2 separate regions of the Zea mays genome follow, and region 2 is linked to region 1. A link is a contact called in public Hi-C data. All regions are on one chromosome and are shown on one strand. The core of a region is the stretch at or near the end of the contact, and the rest is flanking DNA. Distances in the headings are between cores, read along the strand shown. Region 1 holds the start of LOC100279780. Region 2 holds the start of LOC103633237.

Region 1 (6,429 bases), core at 1,642-4,141:
CTTAATCACATTTTGTCGTTTAAACGACGTTTAAGCGACGTTTTAATAACAATGATTGTCAGTGTTCCGAACCAGCACCAACGAGTAAATTTGTGTATGCACGTTTTGGCTCCGGATGATGTGCTCAATGGACGCAAGATTTATACTGGTTTGAACAAAACGACCCTACTTCCCGTCTTCGATGGCTCGCGCTACCGACACCTTGTTGCTCACAGTAGGGGTTACAAGTGGGCTAGAGAGGAAGGGGTGCCAAGTCTCTATGTGTGTGTGCTGAAGGGTCTATGTCTCAAGTGTGCTTCTCGGATTCGGTCTCTCTTCTTCGTCGGGCCGACCTTCCTTTTATAGATCAAGAAGGGGGCCGCAGGGGCGGTTACAGATATCTTCAATCGGAAGGAACTGCTACGCTGGTAAAATGGAATGGTTTTCTCTTGGTAAAATCCTCGTTGATATTTGTCCTCATATGACTCGTGCTCATCTTAAATATGTTGGGGAAGCGTGCTTGCGACGGGAGTCTGAACGCCATCATTACTCCTCCTGTTCGCCTCTTCTCGCGCCGAACCTTTAGTCTGTCCTTCTAGCTTTCTTCCATCGTCTTGTGTGCTCCGTAGGGAGTCGGGGGCTCAGGCCTAGGGCCCATAGGTTATGAGTGGGGCTCAGGCCTCGGACTCGTAGGTCATGAGTGGTAGGCGGATCGGCTCAACGCCGCGGCTCAGTGCCAGGCACAATTAATGTGGTGTGCGGAGCATTGATGGCGAGAGCAGTCTTATGACCGGACGCGGAATCCACTTGAGTGGTTCCCTGTCGATTCGTTCTGGCCCTCCGACCGTGCTTCACCTCGCCCGACCCCTGGGCTCAGGGCGCGGGGGTCTTCCGAAGGCGGTCCCGCCCAGGCAGGTCCCTCCCTACTCCTCTTCTGACTTGTGGCCCCCTGGGGCCCGGGTATCTGATCCCCGACACAAATGTAATGTTATTACGTAATAACAGCTTATCATTTAACTATGCGAGAACCAAGAACTGCAAGTCTACTATCTATGTCATTATGTCTGTCTAATTGTCTATGATATATTGTGCAACTGTGTGCATGTCTCGAGTAACATTCAAAAATTTAGTATGTAACTATAGTGTTTGTATGCATATTTACTGCTACAGTGCAAACTGTTTAAACCATATAATTTATTGTCCACACCAACTAAACGCTAATCAAAGGGTGACTGACCGTCTGGTGGGTTTAGCATCTAGGAAACCAATGGCTGGCTCAATGGAACAAGTATACCTGGTGAAGAAGAGCAAGGCCATGAAACTGGACAAGTGGAGCTCTTGATTGCACAGCTTCCTGAACTTCGTTGCTCCATCTTTTCACAATTTCTGGGTTTGCCTGTAGAGTGTAGACAAACTCACAAAAGATACAGTTAACCAACCTTAAACAAGAGATCGGTATATATGCATAGAATTATGCTAGTACCTGGGCCAGGTGGATGCCACTAACAAGAGAAGCACTAGCAACCACTGGGTTCTTGTCAACAATAGCTTGCTTCAAATATCTCTCAATTTGAGTTAGTAGGGTACCATCAATTATTCTACAAAGAACTCTAATAGCATTGGCACGGTACATATCTGTCTTGCTATTCATGTCCTTCATCAATGAGCTTGTGACTATGATGACCTATTACAATCATAAAGCTCAACCATCTTTTAATTAGATTAGAAGGCATCAAAAACATTGTATTCATCTGAAAACATCATTTATTTAACCTCATCTGACGATGGAGAAAGTTCTTTGATCATTAAGTACACTAGCCTCCTAAGACCAGCATCACTAGACTGGAATAACTTTGTTACTGCAAAGAAGACTTCCGTGGCCTCAACCTGTAACAGAAACATGCACAATTGAATTTTCTCCCCAATCAAACAGTTTTGCTTCTCTGTACAAATGTGTGCACACAGAAACTACAAAACTTTTACTACTATGCATTTTTTTACTACGGTACCTTGGTGAATGTCTCTCCTTGATTAAGTAAATATAATAGCTTGATGATGACCTGCAACAAAGTTCCAAACAGGGCAGGAAGCAGAGAAGAAAGCAAAGAAAATAAGAGGGTCAAATTATGTCTCAAAAACTCAGGTTACAAAGAATGACAAAATGGGAGAAAGTGCAAGGAATTCTTACTTGCGAACATCGTCTCACATCAAGCTGTGGATCATGGAAAGCTCGTGCCTCCTGCAGAACAGACCCCTTCTCGATCCCAAAGAATGGTGAATACTCGACTGATTAAAACATCCACCAGTCAATAAAGATGAGACAACTTGGAAGCATTTTACAAGCTTAATTGGATTGAATCTATAAAAAGACCAGATGACAGATTAATTTCAAACAAAGTGGGGTATGCTTAGGAACATGGCTATAGTAGTGTTACAGGAAGGAGGCAAATAGGCTAGGGAAGGGATCTAAACGAGAATATTGTTCGTGAGTCATGAAGCTCCAATGATGGAAAACCCAGATTCCATTGACTGGGTTAGATAGGTCGCACGACGCCGTAAACAAACGCAGTCCAGATCCACATAACTGCGAGCTCCCACCCCAATTCCCAAATAAACCCCGACGATCTGTCCAACCAGCGAAGTCTCGGAAATAAATCCGCAGCACCACTACCGCCGCGGATAACAACACGAATTACGGAGATACGACGAGATCGCGCTAGATCCGGCACACTAGAACGGGCAGAGGCACTCAGATCGTAGCCGCGGGAAAGCAGCAGGAGGCACGTAGGTTGGGTTTAGAGGGGGAGAGTGGAGGGGTGGATAACCATCTTCGTCGTCGTCGTCCTTCTTCATGTACGGATGCGCCATCTCCGGTACGGCGAGGTCGCCGACGACGAGTGAGCGAGGCATGCGACACAGCCGACGTATACACTGGGGTGCTGGTGGGTGGCGATGTGCAGTGTGCTTGGCTGGGAAAGGGTAGGGCCGTAGGGCGATGGTCCGATACTCCGATGGACGACCAGGACGAGTACGAGACCGTTTCGCCCGGGGTCCGGAGGCAACCGGGTGGTCGTGCTGCCGGTGCGGTGCGGTGGTGGGTTGATCGGTCGTCGATATAGGTGTATATTTGGGCGTCCGGTCCGGCCCAAGTCTGAAAAGATCCGTATTGTTTGAATTTTGGGTTGTATCGGACCGATCCATGAGTCTAGCCTTCGGCCCACGGTCCGGCCCGTAATTGCTTAAATGTGCCGGGCTCATTTCGGACGGCCCGAAATTATAAAAGCCCGAAATTCACATTATGGTCCGAAATTCATTTTTTGGCCCGAAATTCAGTTTTTTGCCCAAAATTCACATTAGAGCCCTAAATTCAAAAAAATAATAAAACAAATAAAAGATAAGACAAATAAATTTGAACAAATTTAAACTTAATATTTGTATTAAAGTTACCACAGCTATGCAATGACTAGCTCGTTTATAAATCATTTTGTTAGAAGGAAAAAGAGTATAATCAACTCTATACAAAGTTCATAAGTTCAGTTTATTGTCTAATGTTTATAACAAAAGTAAAATTACATCACACACTCTAATTCAAAGCTACAAAAAATATCTAACTAGCATTATCTTTATCTTTGTGTTCTTTATCAAGTATATGAAAGTGTGGAATGAAGTGTAGCTTTAATAAATATATGGGTCTTTTCGTGCCTCTATATATGGGTGCGGTGGGTGGGTTGATCGGTCGTCGTCGACAGGTACTATGGGCTAGGGGTGGATATCGAGCCAGCTCGGTTTGTTATAGCTCGGTAATCAAACGAGCTAGCTCAGCTCGGTTCGTTAATGGGGTGTTTAGTTTGAGTAATGAGCTAGTCCATCATCTTCTCACTCCTAACTTTTTTGTTTGGTTTGTGGAATGAATAGGTTGATACATCACCACTCCATTCCTCATAGTTAATTAATTAGTACTAATATGTGGAATGGAGTCATCCCACCAAATTTAAGGAATGGACTCATGATGCACCACTTAATTTTGGATGGAGTGGTTCCTCAACCCAAACACCCCCATAAAGTAGCGAGCTAGGAACCACGCTCAGCTCGACTCGTTTTGTAGCTCGAGCCAGCTCGTTTGACTCGCGAGCCATACATAACAAAACATGGCATGGCTTGAAAAAAAACAGCAGAAGTTGAATTTAAATTCTCAATCACACACAATGACACAACATGAGTAACAACATGTAGATTAAGACATTCACACTGATAACATGACTACATTAGTCCATATTTCATTATCCATAGCCATAGCCCATAGGACTAGGAGTATATCAGTCCATCACACATTAACAGTTAACACTGATAATAGTTTATGACAGTTCAGACTTTAGATTCTTAATAAAAACAGTAAAGGACTCAAAAGTTCCCTGGCCATGAAAATGCCTCGATTTGTCTTCTGAACCTTCAATCTTTTTATGCCTCGATTTGTCTTCTGAGCCTTTGACACATGATTGCCCTCCGATTCCTCCCCCTCCTCCTCCTCCTCCGCATCATCATCATCATCCCTTCCTCCTCCCCCACATCAGCATCATCATATAATTCATCATTCATGTCGATCAAAATCTCTTCCTCTTCTTCATTTCTCACATGCTGCACATTAACCAATTCATTATTTCTCAACTAATGATCAGTCCAAATACAACATTAGCTAGTGAACACAGAACACACCTTTTCTATAGATGTACATGTAGCTACCACAACAGGAATTTGAGTTGTCGATTGAGAGCCAGAACCTCGACGAACTTGGCCCCGCCGACGATTACCTTGCATAGCTGATGGTAATGGCTTCTTCCCCATTATTTTAACCCTTGATCCGCGACTTGCAGGTGATGGACGCACTTGTTTGTGGACTTCCTTCTTGTGGTGCTCGTCCTCCATCACTTCAACGGCGGTCAGCAGTGGCCGTCATAGGCTCGCAGCGTCTGTGCGCAGTGCGCGGGCGCACGGCGGTCGGCGGTGGACCGTCGCAGCGTCTGGGCTGGTTGCACCAGCGTCGGCAAGGTTTAGGGTGGCGGGTGGCGGCTAGGCGGCTAGGGTTAGGGTTTGAAGAACGTCCGGCGGTCCGGCCGCCATTCGGGATTCCGCTGTGTCTGTATGTGTGCCTTAGCGTGTCTGCGTGAGTGCGACTGCGTGTGGTGTGGCCGAGTGGGCTTAGCGCCTTAGCGTGTGGTGACTGGTGTGGCCGTGTGGGCTTAGGAGGGAGTTGCCGAGTGGGCCGCTTTAGCCTTTAGGTGACCGTGTTGCGCACTTGCGCTATGCCTGACCCATTCTGTGTGGTTGGCTCGCGAGCCAGCTCGCGAGTTGGCTCGAGCTAGCTCATTTTAACACCGAGCTACAATGTTGGCTCAGCTCGCTACAAAATAAAAACGAGTCGAGCGAGTTATCGAGCCACGAGTATTTTGTCCAGCCCTATACTGGGCCTCGGGGCCTCACCGTGATGCAACGCTGGATTCTAGGTAGTGTTTGGTTATATATATATATATATATATATATATATATATATATATATATATATATATATATATATATATATATATATATATATATATAGTTTGGTAGGATAGAACCGCTCCATTCTAGCAGTATGGATGTTTGTTTGGATCCAAATAGAACAGAGCTATCACACGTCCTTTTTCGCGCATGGGTCCCTCCTCCCTCGAGACTAGTGTTGGTAATTGGGCTGGGCTAGGCCGGCCTAATCCAGGTCTACCAGGCTTCGGGTCAAACGGACTCAGGCTAAAAAGTTTTAAAAAATTTGGATCGTCTCGTGTCAGTCTAAAAAGTAGAAATAGTGGTCCAATCTGGTCCCAAAGCAAGTCGTGACTTTGTTAGGCCGTGTCGGTCCAAGCCCGGCTATATATCTGAACCACATAATATCTAAATAGTACAATCACATAATGTCCATAGGATACTAAACAATACTAGCATCATTTGACCATATAAAGTCTAAATATTACAGCCACATAAAGTCTATAGCTTACTAAACTAAAAAATTAAACAGGTTGGGTTTCGTTGGGCCATGCCAGCCCAAGCCCGGCCCATGTGTGCGGGCCGTGTCGGGGCCTCACGGGTCGAAATTTGAGGCCTGGTCTAGGCCCGACTTCAGGTCGTGCTAGCCCAGCCCATATTATTCCATGTCAGGTCGTGCTTTGGACTCTTGTTTTTTGTTGTTCTCGTGCTGTCTTAAAAAAATCGGGCCATATTTCGAGCACTGCTCGAGACTACAGCAGGTGGACACATTTTAATATAAAACAAGAGAGTGTTTGGTTTCTATGGATTAATTTTTAGTCACTCTATTTTATTCCATTTTAGTTTCTAAATTATCAAATATAAAAACTAAACCTCTATTTTAGCGAACGGACGAACGAACCATGAACGATCGGACGAACCATGAACGATCGGACG
Region 2 (6,429 bases), core at 1,851-4,350, 160 kb after region 1:
CCTTCGCATGCGCTTTAGTTCCTTCAGCTCCTTGAATTCGCGGATAACGTTCCTTCGACACTCTCGGCAAAATCTCTTGCTATCAAACCTGTTCACAAATTTCCACTGAAATGTTCGAAATTTAACCTGGTATATAGGCTGTTGCTAGAGAAATCCCAGCAGATAGCAGACTAGGACTAGTAGGGGAAAAAGTTAATTGAACGTCGACCAGTACAAGACAGAATTAATCAGTAATATCACAAAAATCATCAGATTCTTACCCTATGTGTAATGACATATACTACTATTCAAGCATTCTTTGCTCTGGTTAGTTGAGATTGCTGCTGCAGCACTGCTGGCTGCAGCTGCAAAAACACCAACCAGCCAGCACCAATAGCAAGAAAATCTGGAAGCGGCAAAGAAGCGGAAGGAAGTAGCAGTTCCGATCACATCACATGAACACATATTTAAAATTCCAATCAGTCCTCAGAGAGGCTCAGAGCAGCTTACGAGTACTTGCACGGTTCCTTCTAAGGATTCCATTGCATTTTCTTGGACACAAAACTTCAGCTTGTTATTAACTCACTAGTTCACTTGGTTACTTTTTGTTGGTAATCCAAATGCCTATGCTCACCTGTACATAAGTTTTTCAATGAAATCCTCCTCCTTCATCCGCAGAAGAGATGACCTAGTTTCTTCACCAAGCGCTGACCAGAAATCCACGAGTGTATCACATGAAAGGTGGGCAGTGTGTAGAGCACACATTTCTCTTATTCCATGACCCCTATAGTTAGCCATCCCTTGGCTGATCCATCCTCTGCCACCTGCACCACAGGCATCAGGATAAAGCATTTCCCGTTCCCTTTCTCTTGCCCGTGCATTGTCAAATACCTGATTAAATTTCCAAGGCCGAAGTGCATTAGGCTACTGGAGGGTTTAATGACCAACCTAGAACTAAAACTTCAGAATAAACACCATGATCATATTTACTGATTTCTTCACAAAGTAACACAAAAGACCAATATACAAAATAAAAAATTATTTATTAATCATATAGTCACCAACAAAGCACAGATAGAAAGTAAGAAGCCCAAGTTACTGCACACTTACATTCTGAAGCACACATAATGATTCTGCTTTTATAAAGCAGTCAAGAAGTGTAAGGAAGCCATCTTTTGTGGTTGAAAGGCCTCCCCAGGGATGAATTGATGGGTCCTGAGCCCCATCTTGCTCTCCTTGCGTAACTCTTGATTCAATAGCTGTCCTCAGGCGACAAATATCTGAAGCTTCTTGCTGCAATGACTTCCCATATATAACAATTTTTGCAAAACTTTCCAGAAGCAACCCATTGCACTTTGAGCAGTAGAAATTCTTGCGTGCTTGTTCAATGAGAGTTTGCTTATCCAATTTGAGGAGTTCCTGCCGTGCTTGAGGAGGCAAGTCATCCCAGAACTGAATAAAATCAATTCACAACCATAAAGTAGTCAGTTCCTCAATTGAGAACTTAGTTGCTGAACAATAATATCCAGTATAATGAACTTGATGACAGAAACAGTTTAACAAGAACATTACTTACAGAATAACGATCAATCACATCCTATTCAAGAGTGATGCAATGTTACATTTACAAACTCAAATAAAGGTGATGGTGAGGCAAGCTGTTGTAATTCAAACGAAAGGTCATCATAAAGGACATGGCACAATCCTTGAAGAAGATTACAAAACATGTGACAGTGCCAAAATGGAATGGGCTAAAACTTGTTTTAATTATTTGAGTGCAATCACCAGTTTTATCTAGTATGATTCTACTTGCAACTATACCTGCTACGGTGAAAGAAATAATAGGAAGTGCTAAGATTTAAGAGTGAAGTATTCACGGTTTCGTTGAAATTAACTAAGACCCATCAGTCCATCACAGCCTGGAATTTTCATTTCATAGCAACTTGATAAAAGTTTTTGAATTATGCATTCCTCTTTGAGGCTGCAGTTTACATTCCTACCTTTCCATGGCATTTTTTTTTCATAACAAGTATTCCTACCAGGCATCATTGACATTTGACAGGCATTATTGCCAGATGCCAGAGCAGAACTTTTACAGGCCCCTCAAATTAAACATCAGGACAGAACACTCAATTCTCAAATCAAGTGCCTGAATTGTTTGAAACGAACACTACTACAAAACGAAAACAGCACAAGCCAGTCAAATTTCATACTACAGAGCAGAATGAGAACCTCAACCTAGCAGGCTAGCACTCCCCCCAACCCCGCCACCACATCCAGGTACGAACCAAAAGTGCAGCTATACCGTCACGGGCTCACCATATCTTCAGAGCAATGCACTGGAATTAACGCAAAGACAGTACAAATGAACTGCTACAAAAGGTCAAAGTTAGCACGTATGTTTATCAGAAGCAGAAACACGCGTAACCTGATTGAACTCCACCAACAGAATTTGCCGCACTAATGAATCCTAGACTCATCAATAAATAAACAAATTCCGAACCCAGCAAATGATTTCCTTAAATCCAGTGCCCAACCAACATGCCATGCAGCTTTTCGCGACTCAGGAGCTGAGAGCAACCAAACAATCCAGGCGGAGGGGCAGGGCACCAGCTTCGTCCCAGAAACAACGCCGAGTCAGCAGGACCGACCTAGCCCCAATCCACATCACCCAGATCGAGCACAGGCTACGAACGAAGCACAGGGCACGCGACGGTACCTTCTGAAGGCGATCGAACGTGATCTCGTCCCGCCGGCGCGACCAGATCCCCGATCCCGCTGCTGACGCCACCCCCGGCATCACGTCCTCCCGTCGCTGCCGTATTCAACTCAACTAGGTCCCCTCGCCCGCTCCGTGGCGCATCCAATTCCCGCCGCCGAACACGACGACGACGACGACCCCGCCAACGGCCCTCGTAGGATGCTGCGGCTACTGCCGGGTCGGATCGACCACGGCGGTGACCAAGAGGGTTTCAGCGAGACGGGCAGGAGGCGGCGAGGCGATGCGGGGTAAAAGGCGAGGAGGAGGGGGGACAGGGACAGAGATGGGGGGACTGGGAGGAGGGAACGCGACGATGCCGTACGCGTTTTTAACCGTCGCGGTTAGCGGGCTCGGAACAGCGCGGTGGCGGTCTCTGGCCTGTGGCCTGGCGGCGGCGGGTGGGTTATATAGGGAGTTGCCGGGATTTTAACAGGGATGCCGAGGTAAATGCCGCGCACGGCCGGTCATCCGTGGCGTGGCGTCGAAAAAAGTTTACTGCACGGGGGGTGTTTTATGTTTAGATCCTTCTTCAAGGATAAAATTGTTACTCTCGTAGTTTTAGTCTTTTAGAACCTTGTGGCTCACTGCTCCGTAGCATCGTCTATTCGTATGACAGCCGAACTTTAGCTGGAAAGATTTTTTTACACGCAGCAGTTAGTAAAGCGCGGGTTGCAGCTTTACTAACTGCTGCCTTATGAAGAAATGGTATGCATTAGCATAGGAGTGTGTCAGACTATCTTCGTAAACCAGATAAAATTAGAAACAAACATAATATTATTTGTAAATTAAAGTTTAAAATAGAGAATAAGTTAGAGAATAAAATAGAGGATCTGCTGGCACGTGAGCTATCGGAATATGGAATATAGCACAACGAAGTTTACTGAAAATTTTACGTGCCTTCCAAACCAGTTTACTTTCTTTTTGGGTTGTGGGATTTCAAGCGGAAAGGCTATGTTTTATGTTTAATCTTTGAGAAAACCTGTTGTTCGATAAAAGGACGAGGAAAATGGAAAGGCTAGCTAAACTGGTGCGCAAAGCAAAATATCTTAAAGAATAAAATCTCCATCCCGAATGCGTGTGAAAATAACGTACATGAGCATAATACGGTTGCGAACTTTACAACATTAATAGTGGAGGACCAAAAAAGAAGAGAGATTTATGCAAAGTTATGATAGCGCCTCTAGATCAATTTATGTAGCAGTACCACACTTTTAAACAAGGGACCAATATTGTCCAATATGAATCGACCATATTTTCGGACAGAAGTTTATTTAGTACTCCTATTTACTTAGTAAAATTAGTCGACTTTATGCAATTTATGATAATAAGGTTGTCTCCAACAACTTTTCTATTTCACCCCTTATTTCATTTCCTATTTCAAAAATCTATTCTATAAATAGTGTACTCTATAGTGTGAAGCAGTGTTTTGCATGACTATATGCACGGTCTGCTGAAATCGAACTAACAATCAAGTAGGTCTTATAATCATAGAGCCAATTGAAGTGTTGACCTAGCAAAACATGTCGGCGTGACCTCAAATGTTGACATCATATACATATATGAAAGACAACATATCTAGTATATATAAAATTGATTAAGGTACTAATATGCTAACATCAAATCTGAATCCACCATCTATGTTTGAGTAAATTCTCTACCCTCTTGGACTATTTTCTAAAGAACCCCTATGCCCCTACATGTGTGTGCTCCATCGCCGGACACCAGAGCACCCCGTCTCGACACCAGGAGAGACCACCATGCCTGAGAACCCACCTCCCGGTGACCACCTGTAGGTCTATGATGACAACATGGACGTCGCCACCAAGGTACTCCCTCAGTAACGACTCCGCGACGAGCTTGGGCAGGCGTGTGACGTGTCTGAGCCTAGGTGTTGTGGTAGGGGCGGACCTTAGAGTGGTCCATATGGGCCACGGCACACCCTAAGATCATATAAGGTTAGTTAGCATAGTGGTGTAAGTATTATCTTTTGAACTTGATAGTCAAGGTTCAAGTCTTGTTGATCTCTGTTTTTTGTTTCTTTTTTTAAAATTTTTTCCTGGCACACCATAGGCCTAACAGTTGGGTCCGCTACTGAGGTGGCTAGCGATGGAGCAAGCGCAAGTAGTGGTAGTCATAAGAGACAAAGCTTTTTGATCGATAGGAGACGAACATGAGAAAGAATATGGGGACTGAAAGTCGCCTATAGGGGGTGGATAGGTGGAAACTGAAATTTACAATTTTAAACACACTACAAGCCGAGGTTAGCGTTAGAATAACATCCGAGTCCGGGAGAGAGGGGAAAACAAATCAACCAAAAAATAAAGCGGATGACACAGTGATTTGTTTTACCGAGGTTCGGTTCCAAAGAACCTAGTCCCCGTTGAAGTGGTCATAAAGATCGGGTCTCTTTCAACCCTTTCCCTCTCTCAAATGGTCACTTAGACCGAGTGAGGCTTCGTCCTTAATCTCACGGGTGAAAGGGAAATGTGCCCTTGGGCCATTTCTAGTATACTTTGGTGATTAAGTGCTCAACACATATTGAGTGAGTAATTATGTGCCAAATGATGAATGAAGTACAAATCAACAAGAAGGTATGATTCTAGACTTAGTACATTGGTTTTTGTGTACTAATATATTTGTCTAAGTGCTAGAATCAGAGAAAATAGAAAAAGGAAAAGACTTGGCTGGAGCAGCCAAGACTCAGCGCAGTTTGGCACACCGGACTATCCGGTGGTGCACCGGACAGTGTCCGGTGCGCCAGGCTAGTTTCTAGCGAACTGGCCACTCTCGGGAATTCGTCGGCGACGTACGACTATAATTCACCGGACTGTCCGGTGGTGCACCGGACTGTCCGGTGAGCCAACGGCCGCCAGCGCAACGGTCGACCGCCAAATCCGCGAGCGACGCGTGGCTCGCTCCAATGGTCGGCAGGAGGCACCGGACTGTCCGTGTGCACCGGACAGTGTCTGGTGCGCCAACGGCTACAACTCTGCAACGGTCGGCTGTGCCATTTTAGGAAGGCGATCTGCACCGGACACTGAACAATGCCTGTCTGGTGGTGCACCGGACTGTCCGGTGCGCCACCCGACAGAAGGCAAGAATTGCCTTCCCAGTTTGCCTCCAACGGCTCCTAGCTGCCTTGGGGCTATAAAAGAGGCTCCTAGGCGCATGGAGGAGACACCCAAGCATTCCTTGATCATTCCTAAGCACCAAGACTCCATTCTCGCGCATTCGATTCTTTGAGATAGTGACTTGAGCACCATTTGAGTAGAGAACTCCTCGAGTTGTGTTGTGAGCTCAAGTTGTGGCTTTGTGTGCGTGATTGTGCTCTTGCTTTGAGTCTTGTGTGTGTTGCTCTCCCCTCCCTTACCTCCGTGCTTCTTTGTGATCATCAATTGTAAGGGCGAGAGGCTCCAAGTTGTGGAGATTCCTCGCAAACGGAAGAAAGTATAAGAAAGGAAAACATCGTGGTATTCAAGCTGATCATTGGATCACTTGAAAGGGGTTGAGTGCAACCCTCGTCCATTGGGACGCCACAACGTGGAGTAGGCAAGTGTTATACTTGGCCGAACCACGAGATAAATCACCGTGTCTTTTGTGTTGTTCTTCCTTGTAATCATCGTGTCTCACAAAAGCTCGGTCCTTAGCAACTTGGTCCTATTGCACTAACTCTTAACCAAGTTTTGTGG

What was found. A called contact is a pair of places that touch in the nucleus more often than the background predicts.
Region 2: a contact with region 1 is called in a Hi-C map of endosperm, with 1.7 times the contacts expected there. The contact joins the promoter of LOC103633237 here to the promoter of LOC100279780 in region 1. A contact is called at or near these places in 2 of 25 Hi-C or Micro-C datasets (ear and endosperm).

The regions. Positions count from the first base shown.
Region 1 is chr1:30,750,527-30,756,955 of Zm-B73-REFERENCE-NAM-5.0, forward strand. LOC100279780 reads right to left here and starts at 2,892. Exons shown (of 18, transcript NM_001152738.1): 1 at 2,805-2,892; 2 at 2,168-2,265; 3 at 1,989-2,039; 4 at 1,753-1,866; 5 at 1,463-1,663; 6 at 1,274-1,375. The coding sequence starts at 2,889.
Region 2 is chr1:30,908,431-30,914,859 of Zm-B73-REFERENCE-NAM-5.0, forward strand. It overlaps LOC103633237, which reads right to left and starts at 3,101. Exons shown (of 8, transcript NM_001346827.1): 1 at 2,699-3,101; 2 at 1,090-1,431; 3 at 614-870; 4 at 1-88. The coding sequence starts at 2,779.